Regions from separate parts of the Mus musculus genome. Here regions 2 and 3 are each linked to region 1. Evidence: chromatin contacts called from public HiChIP or PLAC-seq and Micro-C data. All regions are on one chromosome and are shown on one strand. The core of a region is the stretch at or near the end of the contact, and the rest is flanking DNA. Distances in the headings are between cores, read along the strand shown. Region 1 holds the start of Sfn (stratifin). Region 2 overlaps Crybg2 (crystallin beta-gamma domain containing 2). Region 3 has its middle 13 kb from the start of Rps6ka1.

Evidence for each region. Hi-C and Micro-C count contacts between places; a contact is called where the count stands out from the background. HiChIP or PLAC-seq counts read pairs in DNA pulled down with a chosen protein or histone mark.
Region 2: a contact with region 1 is called in a Micro-C map of the G1E-ER4 cell line, with 2.6 times the contacts expected there. The contact joins the enhancer-like site here to the promoter of Sfn in region 1. A contact is called at or near these places in 3 of 39 promoter capture datasets (cranial neural crest, frontonasal cranial neural crest and maxillary cranial neural crest), 3 of 484 Hi-C or Micro-C datasets (the G1E-ER4 cell line, embryonic stem cells and palatal mesenchyme) and 6 of 115 datasets of contacts at active chromatin or transcription factors (bone marrow-derived dendritic cells, bone marrow-derived macrophages, embryonic forebrain and 3 more).
Region 3: a contact with region 1 is called in an H3K27ac HiChIP or PLAC-seq map of embryonic stem cells, with 2.5 times the contacts expected there. The contact joins the enhancer-like site here to the promoter of Sfn in region 1. A contact is called at or near these places in 1 of 39 promoter capture datasets (the C10 cell line), 2 of 15 datasets of contacts at CTCF or cohesin (embryonic stem cells and large pre-B cells), 12 of 484 Hi-C or Micro-C datasets (CD4 T cells, CD8 T cells, bone marrow and 9 more), 21 of 115 datasets of contacts at active chromatin or transcription factors (acute myeloid leukemia, astrocytes, bone marrow-derived macrophages and 10 more) and 3 of 9 other capture datasets (adipose tissue, liver and pancreatic islet).

What each region holds. Positions count from the first base shown.
Region 1 is chr4:133,600,453-133,604,677 of GRCm38.p6, forward strand. It overlaps Sfn (stratifin), which reads right to left and starts at 1,716. Exons shown (of 1, transcript NM_018754.2): 1 at 104-1,716. The coding sequence starts at 1,317. The coding sequence ends at 571. It also overlaps a transcript of Zdhhc18 not described here.
Region 2 is chr4:134,080,251-134,084,475 of GRCm38.p6, forward strand. Crybg2 (crystallin beta-gamma domain containing 2) reads left to right here. Exons shown (of 20, transcript NM_001162970.1): 7 at 86-212; 8 at 530-565; 9 at 839-975; 10 at 1,103-1,229; 11 at 1,479-1,618; 12 at 1,706-1,832; 13 at 2,165-2,197; 14 at 2,325-2,437. Among named protein-coding and RNA genes, the nearest start is that of Cd52, 13 kb to the right of the region's middle. Within about 2 kb of position 1,896, at least 220 of the 459 cell types and tissues checked have an H3K27ac peak or open chromatin away from gene starts, as enhancers often do. A contact at or near this core is called in the G1E-ER4 cell line, bone marrow-derived macrophages, embryonic stem cells and 1 more, where this site is marked.
Region 3 is chr4:133,898,411-133,902,635 of GRCm38.p6, forward strand. No RefSeq gene overlaps it. Among named protein-coding and RNA genes, the nearest start is that of Rps6ka1, 13 kb to the left of the region's middle. Within about 2 kb of position 2,026, at least 37 of the 459 cell types and tissues checked have an H3K27ac peak or open chromatin away from gene starts, as enhancers often do. A contact at or near this core is called in acute myeloid leukemia, embryonic stem cells and hematopoietic stem and progenitor cells, where this site is marked.

The DNA.
Region 1 (4,225 bases), core at 466-2,965:
AGACAGCCCCAAGGGACAGACCTAGCTCAGAGTTTCAGAGTCCGGTTCTCTTAACTCATTTCTAATTCTACTCTCAACCCATGGCCAATAACTGAAGAAGACCGAGTGTCACAGGGCAACTTTATTGAGTGGTAGCATGGTCACACCCAGCAAACGTGTTCCCTCTCATTCACTCTCTCTCTCTCTCTCACACACACACACACAGAGTTTCCCTCTCTCTCACACACACAGCCCTTGCCACAGTCCAGTTCTCAGCCACAGGGTGGGGAGCCTCCTGGATTATTCGGATCCAGAAGCAACAGGTGCCCGAGGGAGGCTCAGGGGGAGGAAGTGGGGAGGGGGTGCAGAGAGCAGGGGTGGGATGGGTTGGGAACACCCACCAGACAGCTACACGAAGAGTGAGATTCCCTGCCCTGGTGGCTTCAGCTTGGCTGCGCCCCCTTCAAAGGAGCCTTCCAAGGTGTGGCTGAACATTCAGGGTTTGGGAAGGGCAGAGTCCCACTCCGTTTTAGTCCTCTCTGCAGGCTGGGGACTGGAGGGCAAGGCGAGCCGGGGTGGTTGTCGGCTGCTTCAGCTCTGGGGCTCCTCCGGAGCCTCACCACCCTCTTCCCCAGCACTGTCGGCTGTCCACAGCGTCAGGTTGTCTCTCAGGAGCTGCATGATGAGGGTGCTGTCCTTGTAGGAGTCCTCACTGAGGGTGTGCAGGTCGGCCATGGCCTCGTCGAAGGTGGTCTTGGCCAGCGAGATGGCCTCCTCGGGGCTGTTGGCTATCTCGTAGTGGAAGACTGAAAAGTTCAGGGCCAGGCCCAGGCGGATGGGGTTGGTAGGCGGCATCTCCTTCTTGCTGATGTCCATGGCCTCCTGGTAGGCTGACCGGGCAGAATCGATGATGCGCTTCTTGTCATCGCCAGTGGCCACCTCGGCTAGGTAGCGGTAGTAGTCACCCTTCATCTTCAGGTAGAAGACGCGGCTCTCTGCATCTCCAGCCCCTTTGATGAGGTGCGAGTCCAGCAGGCCGAGTACGGTGTCGCACACACCTCTGAGCTCGGTCTCTACCTTCTCCCGGTACTCTTTCACCTCGGGGCCCTTCTCTTCTGACCCCTCCTCGTTGCTCTTCTGCTCGATGCTGGACAGGACCCTCCAGGCCGCTCTCTGGCCGCCCACCACGTTCTTGTAAGCTACGGAAAGCAGGTTTCGCTCCTCGCAGGAGAGCTCCTCGCCCTTTTCCACGGCGCTCTTCATGAAAGCTGCCATGTCTTCATACCGTTCGGCCTGTTCAGCCAACTTGGCCTTCTGGATCAGACTGGCTCTCTCCATGACTGCGAGGATGGACAGACAGACGGGCGAACTGGCTGTCTCGAGAGTAACGCTGGGTTCTGCGGCTCCCTTGCTCTGGCTCTGCCTTTTGGCTGGGGTGGCATGGCCCTGAGAAGAGTTGGGCGTGGTCTGAGCGGGCCTGGGCCCTGCCTCCTCCTAGTCTTCGCCACACCCTTTCCGGCTCTACCTTTAAGGTAAAAGGGCTGGGACGGGAGGGGGCTGTGAGTCACCAGGACAGTCAGCAGGAGAAACCTGGCCGCAGGTCCCACCTGCAAAGGCACCTTTCGGCTCCAGACTGCCCCCTGCAGTTCAGGGCTGGCTGCATTGCAGGAGCGTCTTGGATTACCAAATCAGATTGTCTTTCAGGGTGATCTTCCAGGCTTCAGCCACCGAGCTGCTTTAGCCCAGGCAGAGCCCAGGGAGCTGGGACAGTTCAGGTGAGAACTCATGTATAGGTAGGGCTGTACAGTTTCCCCCAAACTTGCGCATCCATGATCTGATGCAACTACCCCCAACCCCCGAATTGGCTCTGTAGGACTGTAGAGGTAGAACTATCAAGTCTCAGGGGTGAACCAAACCAGTTTGAGGTCACAAGCTGCCAGCTCCCTTAAACCCCTCCCCCTCCGTGTCCCCTCTTCCTCTTGGCTCTCTTTGGGGGCCATTAGCTGAGCCGGCCTGAAGATAGCTCCATCCCTTGGTCCTTGTTCTCCCTCAAGATGCCCTATGAACACCCCAGATGCGCAGGTGGCATCTCAGGGTGCCACTTAATGAAGTGTTTAACGAGCGGCCTCTGACGCTCCAGCCCAGCCTTTGTAATTAGTCACCCAATATGTTTGTTGGACACCTTCCCCCTTACAGCACAATTTTCCCTTTCAAGTTGGTGGCCTGTTGACACTTGTCTGAGACTTTACTCTCTGGTTCTCCACATCGGGTCACCCGTCCCTTCCAAGCTGCCTGTCGTCATGTATCGGCAGGGTTCCCAGAGGGTGGGGGCCTAACTCTTTGACTGTCCCACTCCCCTGCCTGACTCAGATTACCTCTGTCAGAGGCTGGGAAGCAGGCCACCTGGGTGCTCAGTCCAGTTTGGTCCCCCAGGGGGGACGCTATCAACCTGGGGAGGAAGACAGGGCTGAGGGAAAGGAGCTGGGAATGGCACATTCCATTTTGTTTTATGGCGCAGTGTGTGATTCCAGCCCAGTATGATCCCTCACTTGGCTCCCAGAGGTTCTCAAGTCCCTTCAAGACTCTGCCTCTGACCCCTGAGAGAAGTCTCCTTGGAGATGGAGATCACTTTGTTCCCAATCTTCCATCCCTGATTGGTTGGGCCCTATTTTCAAGGCCCATGATAAGAATGGGCACTGAGGGTGTGTTCCTGCTTATGTGCCCCACCACATTCTTCAAGTTTAGATGGGACTCCGTGGTTCCTTCTAAAGAAGTTTCTTCCTAGGACCCAGCCAGTCTAACCCTTGAAGCAGGACTATTGCACAACCTTGCCTGTCTCCTCACAGTGTCTGAGCACTCGCCTTGCCTCCGGGAGAGGTGTTGTAGGCCAGAACCCTGAACAGGCTGGAATGTGCTTGGGCCACGGAGTAGGGGCTCTTGAGAGACTTCAGGGTCCTGGCTAATTTTACAGGTTCTCCCAGGAAGCAGATGGGATTTCTGTCCTGAGATCTTGCGTGCTTTGCCTAACTCATGGCACAGGCACAGAACTACAGTAAAACATCAAGTTAGGGAAGACCACGGTAGTGTACGGCTAGAGTCTGAGCATTTAAACTCACACAGGGGACATGCCAGTTGGTGACTGGCTTTGCCACAAGGGAAACATGTTACCCCCACCCTGGGGAAAAGCAGAGGCTGGGAGTGTGTCTTGGTTGGTAGAGTCCCTGCTAGTGTGTATGGAGTTTGCTCCCCAGTCCTGTATAGACAGGTGCACATCTGTAATCCTAACACTTAACAGGCAGAAGCAAGTATCTCTCTGAGTTCTAGCCCAGTCTGGTCTATATATGGACTGCCACCATGTTTGCTTTAGCAGCGGTGCCGGGGTTATACCCAGGGTTTCCAAGAACTCTACCGACTGAATATATCCTCAGCAACCCCCTCCCTGTTTTGGGGTTTGAGCTGGGTTCTATGGGATGAGGAAAGATCCTAAACTCTCCGCACCCCGTGGCCCAGCCGGGTGTCCACAGAAGAGTCGGGGTCCTCAGTCCAAACTCTTTCCTCTCCAGACTGACAAACTGTTTGGCACAGTAAGCATTGTCTCCTCCCTTTCCGTTGGGAGAATTCTCCTCAGCCTTGAAGGGCCTTCCTTGGCTCTCAGCCTGGCCTGGGCTTCCCCAAGTCCTGGGGGCAACTTGGAAACCCCAGGACACTAGGAGTCTGGACGGTGGGGCTTGGCAAACTTGAAACTTCTTCTAAGCCTACGAAGGGCGTGTTCTCCTCGTGCCTCTTAAGCCAGGAAGCTGGTGGGGGTTTACAGCTGCAGCTCAGTTCTAGACCCTCTTCCTCCTCCACCGAAGCCAGGCCTTGACACCCCTGCCAGCTCCGGCCTGCATATCCTGACTCAGTTCCTGCTTCAGTTGCCTCCCTTTGCCTCCAGGCTTCTACTTCCCAAGTCCAGAAGCCCAGGCAGGCAGGAGGCAGCAGGCCCTGGCAAAGCATGGGACTCCAAAGCAGCTGCCTGAGTCAGCAGGACAGGAGACAAGGTCCAGTGTGTGTGTGTGTCTGTGTGTCTCTGTTGTGTGTCTGTGCGGTGTTCTTCATCCTTTCTGGAGCATCCGATCTCAGCAAGAGGGATTCTTATTAAGAGTTAGAAAGAGGCCGGGTGTGGTGGTGCACGCCTTTAATCCCAGCACTCGGGAGGCAGAGGCAGGCGGATTTCTGAGTTCGAGGCCAGCCTGGTCTACAGAGT
Region 2 (4,225 bases), core at 646-3,145, 480 kb after region 1:
AAAAACCCTTCCTCTCCTCTAAACTGCCCCACCATGCCAAGTCTTTGTCCTAAGGAGTTCAGTGGCTTCTCTGTTTCTCCCCCAGGTGGCTGCTCTACCCCAAGCCATTCTTTGAAGATACTCCCTATATCCTAGAGCCCGGAGAATACCCTACATTGGAGGCCTGGGGAACATCAGGCCCCAGTGTGGGTTCACTAAAGCCAATGAGATTGGTAAGGAGCATGGGACACCCACAGGCCCCTCTGTCCCTAGTCCCATGTTGGGTGGCCCTGCACCTGAGGGCAGAGATGGGGGAATACCATAGATCAGTTCCTTGGTGCCTCACTGGCCCAGAGCTCCTACTGGAAACTGGACTGGAGGAGAGAGGGGACTAACCTGAGGTGTGGCACAGGGTCAATGGGAGAGAAAAGGGGAAATATGGGGCTGCAATTCTTAGGAGTCTTAGGATCAAGGAAAATCTAGATTTCCCAGGTCTTAATTTGTCTTTAGCCACCTCTGGACTAGCCTTTCAGCCATGTCTCTTTTGCAGGGCTGCCCAAGCGTGGAGAAGCCAGGGGAACCCAAGGTAAGGGGGACAGACCAGATCTAAGGGTATTTGGTGTGTCTGAGTGGTTGTCACTGTGACCAGGACAGGAGATCCGGGCCTTGAGGGGCTGAGGGCACAGGAGTCTAGGTGGGCTCATCAGTTTATGGCTTTGGTGTGTGAATCTGGCTAGAGGTCGGAGCACACAGGCAGCAATGCTCACAGGGAGGATGGGGGCTCCAGGTTGGTGTTGTGTACAGCCATTCCTAGAAAGCCAGATTCACCTTTTATCACCGGGGCTCCCCTTTCATCCAGGCTGTGGTGTATGAGGCACCAGGTTTTCAGGGGCAGAGCTGGGAAGTAAGCAGAGACATCTACAACCTTCAGCAGCCTGAGGACAGCCAGAGTCCCCAGCTGACCTCCGTGGGGTCCCTGCGAATCCTTGGGGGCTGGTGAGGATTGAAGAGATTTCTTCTATCTGCCCTGTCCCTGCATGTTTTTACCCTTGGTGGGTGGAGAGTGACTGGGGCTGTCTGGTAGATTCACCGGTGTCTTGGCCTATCTTTCCCCTTCCCCTAGCTGGGTAGGCTATGAGAAGGAGGGCTTCCGGGGTCACCAGTACCTACTAGAAGAGGGCGAATATGCTGACTGGTCAAACTGGGGAGGCTACGATGAGCTGCTGACCTCCCTGCGGGTCATCCGGACGGTGAGCAGAGGCAATTGGGCTGCTTGGCCACACCCCAACGTCCACAGCACAATTTGAGAGAAGAATTTGCACCCCTCAGTCTGTTCTCCCCGGCAGAATGCCCCCCAAGAGCTAGCCTCCCTCCTGTGGCTTTTCCCCAGCATATGCCTCACACCTAATCCCGGGGTGGGTGGTTTCCCTGAGATCTGGGCACTCCTACGGGTTTGCATCGTTGTCTGGGAGAAACCTGACTGTCTCGGGGGGCCCCAGGACTTTGGAGACCCGGCCGTGGTGCTGTTTGAGGACATGGACTTCCAGGGACACAGAGTGGAGGTGAGTTCTGCACTGCCGGATGTGGAGCTAGCCCAGCACGGACCCAGCACGCAAGCCATCCACGTGCTCAGCGGCGTGTGAGTAATCCCCGCCCCAGGCGCAGGGCGGGCCCAGGAGCATTGCGGACCCCGCCCTCGCCGACCCATCCCACGCCCTCCCCGCAGGTGGGTGGCCTATGAGCGGGTTGGCTTCTCCGGCGAACAGTTCATCCTGGAGAAGGGCGTGTACCGTAACTGCGACGACTGGGGCTCCGGCAATTGCGCCCTTGGCTCCCTTCAGCCAGTTGTGCAGGTGTGTATCTGAGCGATGGGCGTGACCGGGGGCGGGCCGTTGGGCGGGGCCAGGTGGCTCGCCCTGGCTGCTTAGTTAAGGCAGGAAGAGGAAGGTCTTGGCCAGGAGGGACGGAGGCAGGAGGGTGGGCAGGATATTGAGGGCGGGAACTGGGGCTCAGTGCCCCGTAAGGGGGCGGGGCTATGAGCAGTAACATCTTAGGGGCGGGGTCTCAATAGGGGCGGAGCCTGTCGATGCTGGACTGAGGGATAGCCACAATGGTTTTGAATCTCAGTGGCTGCGGGTAGAGGCTGGCCTCCTCCTTCAGTCACAGCGCTGATCTCTTCCTTCAGGTGGGGGAGAGCGATCTTCACTTTGTCACGAAGGTAAGGAGGCGGCTGCACGGAGATCTGGTAGGCTCTTCACAGCCTTCGTGTCAAAACTTCCCTTGGCCTTTACCCTTGCCCCTCGCCTCTTTTTTCACTCTAACCTCGTCACCTCTCTGTCTTCCAGATTCAGCTTTTCTCAGGCCCCAACTTTCTGGGCGACCACATTTCCTTTGAGGATGACCAAGCCTCTCTGCCTGCTTCCTTCCATCCCCAGTCATGCCGGGTCCACGGTGGCAGGTGAGCAGGTGGATTGGGTAGAGCCCAGAGTGCTGGGAGAGGCAAGGGGAGAAAGGAGTCAGGTCAGGCAGCTCACAGCCATCCTAATTCTAGTTCCAGCTACTCCCTAGAAGTCTAGCTACTCCCTAGAAGTCTAGCTACTCCCTAGAAGTCTACAGGAGCAGTTTACCTTCTTACCACTGCATTGGCCATACGTCCATACAGGCTAGACACTCATACAAATAAAATAAGTTGTTTTGTTTAAATCTAAAGAGTAGCCAGGCAGTGGTGGCACACATTTAATCCCAGCACTCGGGAGGCAGTGGCAGGTGGTTCTCTGTGAGTCTAAGGCTAGCCTAGTCTACAAAATGAGTTCCCAGACAGCCAGGGCCACACAGAAAGAAACCCTGTTTCGAACTTTTAGAGCAGGTGCCTGTGTTACAGGAAAGCTTTGGGGATGTTTGGAGGGGGGGAGGGGGAGCCATAGAAAGGCTCTCCACACCCACATAGGCACAGGTCAGTGGCATAGTTACATACATAGACCCTGTCCATGTCCAGCGGATTAGCTGCTGCTCTCGGGACCCAGTGAAGGTCACAAATGGCCTTGCTTGACTTGACCCCGTTCTGTCCACGAATCTTCCTCCCCTCCTTGTTTGCTACTATATGTTTGTTTGAAGGAACGTAACCATCTTACTCATATGCTTCCCATCTTCTCTCTCTCTCTTTCTCTCTCTATCTCTCTCTTTTTCCACAACTGGCAGCTAAATTGAGGGATAAGTTGTCTGATTTTTGTTGGCAAGTCTGTGTAATGATGACATAAACTTGCTATTGCATAGGTGTGAGACCCATGAGTCTTGCCTTTCCTTTTACCAGAGGGTAATTACCAAATTTATTCCTTCTTCTTTAATTAAAACATTTATTTATATGCATATGTGTCCATGGGTATCTGTGGAGATATAAGGACATCAGATCTCCTGGAATAGGGTTTACAGGTGGTTGGTTGTAAGCTGCCTGAGACGGGTCCTGGGAACTGAACATGGGCCCTCGGTAAGGGCAGTATGCACTTTGAACTGCTGAGCCTGTACCAGGAAAGCAAAATTTTTTGAGATAGCATCTCACCATGTAGACCAGGCTGGCTTTGATCCCGTGGAGATCCACCTACCTTCGTCTCCTTGGGTGTGTTACTATGCCCAATAATACTATTTAAATACAAAGTGTTTGTGAGACAGGGCCTCACTGTGGAGATCTGAACTAGCAACAGAGACCGTTGTGTGCCTGGTATGTTCAATCCGTGTAGTCACTCTTCCTGGGCATGCTCAGATCGCTCCACCTTTGGAGCACAGTCTCTTAGTCCTTTTGACATGGCCCCGTAGTCTGGGGAACATCCTTGTTTCAGGGGCACAACATGATGCCCCCTCCCCTAAAACAATTATGTATGTGTCTTGCCCAAATCTAGAATCAAGAATTTCCTAAGGAACTCCAGTTCCCTTTATAGGAGATGGTAATTAGCACCCCACATCTGCATACTAAGTGTTTCAAAATTATAATTATATTATTAATTATATTGTATTGCTCCCCAGGGTGTTGATCTTAGGTCCGATTCTTCCTCTCAGCCCCATGCTTCCAGAAATAAGACTCAGACTCAAGATATATTTACAAATACCGTGGCCATATAGCTAGGTTCTTCTCTTACTAGATCATAACTAAAATACCCTATCTATATTAATCTATATTCTCCTCACGTCTTCCCTGGTGAATCTTCCCGTGCCTCGTTCTATCCCAGAATTCCTTTGCCTCCCAGATGCCCCG
Region 3 (4,225 bases), core at 776-3,275, 300 kb after region 1:
ATCTTCCCGGTGCCACTTGTCTTGGCTCTCTGCCCTCCTGCTGCCATCATCCTTGCCGCTCACTGCACATGCCTGGTGAGCTCTCTCCCGTGCTACCCTTGCTGTGCCCTCTGTCTGGAACATTCTTTCCCCAGCTCTGGGGGGTTCATGCCTTCACTTCATCAGCATCTCGAATCTCCGCTGTAATGACGTGGCACAGTAACTGTAGCCCAAATGCTGTGGCTGCAGGCTCGCTAGCAATCCAACTGCATGCTCATCTGTCTGCCCTCCCCATGAGAAGTAAGCTCCAGGAGGGGACAGGTGACATTCCTGGATCGGCACCTTAGGCTGAGACAGGGCTCTGAGTTCCAGCCCACATTGAGACGCTTATCTTAAAAGTAAATAAAACCACCAGCCTGGTCGGCCAGGCCAGCCAGGGTTGTTACAGAGAGACCAGCTAAATAAATAAATGCTAAATAAAACCAATAAAATCAAACACAAAAGCTGCAGCCTCCTGTTTCCTGCTGTATGCATGGGTACGCAGATAATGCCACAGGCCACAGATCTTGCTTGGGGTCCAGCGCTGCACACCTGAGCTCTTAGCTCATCTCTCTTAGCCAAGTGACCCTGAGTATTCAAGATAACCTCTCTCAGCCTCAGTCTTTGCATTTGTTACCTAGGTAAGCACTGGCTCTCTAGAGCAGGCAAGCCTCATCACAGACATCCACCTGCCTCTGCTTCCTGAGCGCTGAGAGTACAGGTGTAGGCCACTGAGTCTGATGGTTTTTTTACATTTTGAAATAATTTTAAGTGAAGAAAAAAAAAGTGACGATGCATGACATTTGTACAAAATTCAGATTTGAACACGCGTAAATAAAGTTTTATTGGAACACAGCCATGCTCCGTTTGTGGCTCCTCTGTGCTTCCTTCTCACTACGTTAAGTAGTTGCAACAGAGACCATATGGCCTGCGAAGTCTGAAATATTTACGATCAGTCTCTTGGGAAACAGTGTGTGGCGGGCTCTAGGAACTTACATTCTTAGAGGAGACAGAGAGTCAAACAAGCAGGTCAGGCCTGTCCAAGTGGAATATTTCCTTTCAGGCTGCTTCTCTGGAGCCCCAACCCTGAGGAAGGGAAATGTTCCACCCACCAGGTGCCACCCAATAGCAGCTCAGCATCCCATCATTGTGACCAGCCAATAGGATCTGAGCTAATAGGATCCACCCAGATCCCCTTCCCTTATCCCAGAATGTGGACTCAGGAGCCGCTTTGTGGGGACGACAGAACTCATCACCCTTTTGTGGGTTTGTTGTTGATGTTTTTGAGACAGTATCTTACTCTCTAACCCAGGCTAGTCTAGAACTTACTATGTAGACCAGAGTGGCTTCAAACCAGCCAGAGTCCTGTTGCCTCGATGTCTCAAGTGATGGAATTATAGGGACAAGCCATCACATCTAGTCTGTAGAGAGTGATAGGGTTGCCAATGAAAGAACTCAGTGGGGAAACCCCCACTCAACTCCCGATTCGGCGTGCACCCAAGAATCACGAATAGAACACAACACCTTGATGTAACAACAAGAGGTATTTTAATGGCGGAGCTCCGGATCGAAACGTATCTCACACAGGAGACAGTGGATTCGACCACGAGGCTTGGAAGCTAGGGGTTTTTATAGAAAAGGAGTGGGGCTGGGGGAGGAATTGGCGCAGTTTCACATGATTGGTCCATTTAAACATCAGCAGCCTGTAACATTTAACTTAGGTCAGAGGGGTGGGAGATACGGAGGCGATGGGCCTGCCCGGGCATGTCCTGGTCTGTTCTGCTATGTTCTCAGCCCCAGGTTTCAAAGCTCACAAACAACTCTTTGGGCTATTTGACATACATTACATGAATTACAGTTTTATTTCCTTTCACCTCTATCCCTTTGTGGCACTGTGGCGGCCCGCCATGTGTGCAGCGGATCTCTGGGCACTGTCTTCATTCCCCTGCCTGGAAGGGGCAGGTGTGGCTTATGGATTTGTTTCTGAAGAAACTAAGACCTACATCAGCCGCTGACTTGCTACCAGCCCTTGTGGTGTCAGAACTGGAAAGTTAGCTTTGGGAGGTACCTCTGGGCTCACCTTAGTCAGAGCTTGGAAACTGGTGGCCTAGGGCAGAATCTACTGAGGGTGGTGGCCTGTTAGCTCTGTTCAAGCACTGAGCCATGCATTCTCTGTAAGACTTTTAAGACATTGTAATGACAATGGGTACGCCTTTTATTGTCTCCACATTCCCGCAATTCTAAATGAGGTTAGTGATAAAACTGTCCTTTCTTGAAGGGCGTGGTGGCGCACGCCTTTAATCCCACCACTTGGGAGGCAGAGGCAGGCGGATTTCTGAGTTCGAGGCCAGCCTGGTCTACAGAGTGAGTTCCAGGACAGCCAGGGCTATGCAGAGAAACACTGTCTCAAAAAACAAAAAAAACAAAACAAAACAAAAAACAACAACAAAAAAACCAAAACAAAAAAACAAACTGTCCTTTCTCTGAGCAGGGCAGAGTGCCTCCTGCCTTTAATTCTAGCACTTTGGGAGGCAAAGGCAGCCGAATCCCTGTTTGTTTAAGGCCAGCCCGGTCTACACAATGAGTTCCAGGATAGCCAGGGCTACATACAGAAATCCTGTCTCAAAAAACCAAAACAACATTCTTCATGGGTGACCTCTGTGGTGGCCTTGTGTGTTCTGCATGAACACAACCCTGGTTTCAACCCCCAGCACTAAAACCATTGTCATTTCTAAGATCGTTCTCCCCTGCCGCTGCCCCTGCCCCGCCCCCCTGCCCTCTTACTGGGGCAGGGATGCACAAGTGCATGTCACAGTGGTCAGAGGACGTGTTGTGGGAGTTGGCTATCCCCTTTTACCTGTGGGTTCCAGGGATCAAACTCAGGCTGTCAGGCTTGGTGGCAAGCGCCTTTAACCACTGAGCCATTTCACTGGCCCCCAAAGAGATCTTTCTGTTGGGCGAAACAATTTGTGTTATCATGGTGAAATTTAAAAAAGAGAACATAGAGCTGAGCAGAGAGCCCCGGGCCTGGATGCTCAGGAGGCAGCACTCTTTGGGCGTTTGTTTGTTTGTTTTATAAAAGAACTGGCTATGGTGGTGCAGACTGTTAAAGCAGCGCTCTGGAGGCAGAGGCAGGCAGAGCTCTGTGAGTGCGAATGAAAACGGCTGGCCTATTGAGTTTCAGTGCAGAAAGACAGCCAGGGCTGCATAGAGAGAGTCTGCCTCAAAAAGCTATAGAGAGACAGACACACAGACAGATAGGTAGTATTATTTAAAACATCAGGCCTTTTATAGGCATGCAGAGCTATGTCCAGTTTATTTAGTGCAAGGGATCAAACCCGTGGCCTCTGGGATTTTACCAGTTTGAGACTCTTCCCCTGTCCTAACATACTGTCTTGATTATTGAGATTTTGGTATGTCCTTAGGTTTTGTTCCCCAAACCCAACTTCATGCCAGTCTTGGCATTTCTCCTACAATTTCTCCACTGCAAAATCCTAGAACGTTTGCCATAATGACCACTATATTACTGATTTTTTTTTAATTTTTAATTTTTTTGGTTTTTCGAGACAGGGTTTCTCTGTATAGTCCTGGCTGTCCTGGAACTCACTCTGTAGACCAGGCTGGCCTCAAACTCAGAAATCCACCTGCCTCTCAAGTGCTGGAATTAAAGGCGTGCGCCACCACGCCCGGCTTACATTACTGATTTTTAAAAAGTGAGGTGGGGACAAGGGGAGGGCAGAAGAGATGGCTCAGCGGTCAAGAGCACTGACTGCTTTTCTAGAGGTCCCGAGTTCAATTCACAGCAACCATTTGATGGCTCACAACCATCTGTAATGGGATCTGATGCCCTCTTGTGTATCTGAACATAGCTCATATAAATAAATAAATCTTTTTCTTTCTTTTTTTTTTTTTTTTGGTTTTCCGAGACAGGGTTCGTCTGTATAACCCTGGCTGTCCTGGAACTCACTTTGTAGACCAGGCTGGCCTCGAACTCAGAAATTCACCTGCCTCTGCCTCCTGAGTGCTGGAATTAAAGGTGTGCGCCACCACGCCCTGCAAGAGTTACTTTTTTTGTGCATTGGTGTCCTGCCTCTCTGGAACTTGAGTTACAGACACTTATAAGTTGCCATGTGGGTGCTGGGAATTGAACTCTGATCCTCTGGTAGAGCGAGTCATCTCTCCAGCCCCCAAATTTGTATTCTTTTAA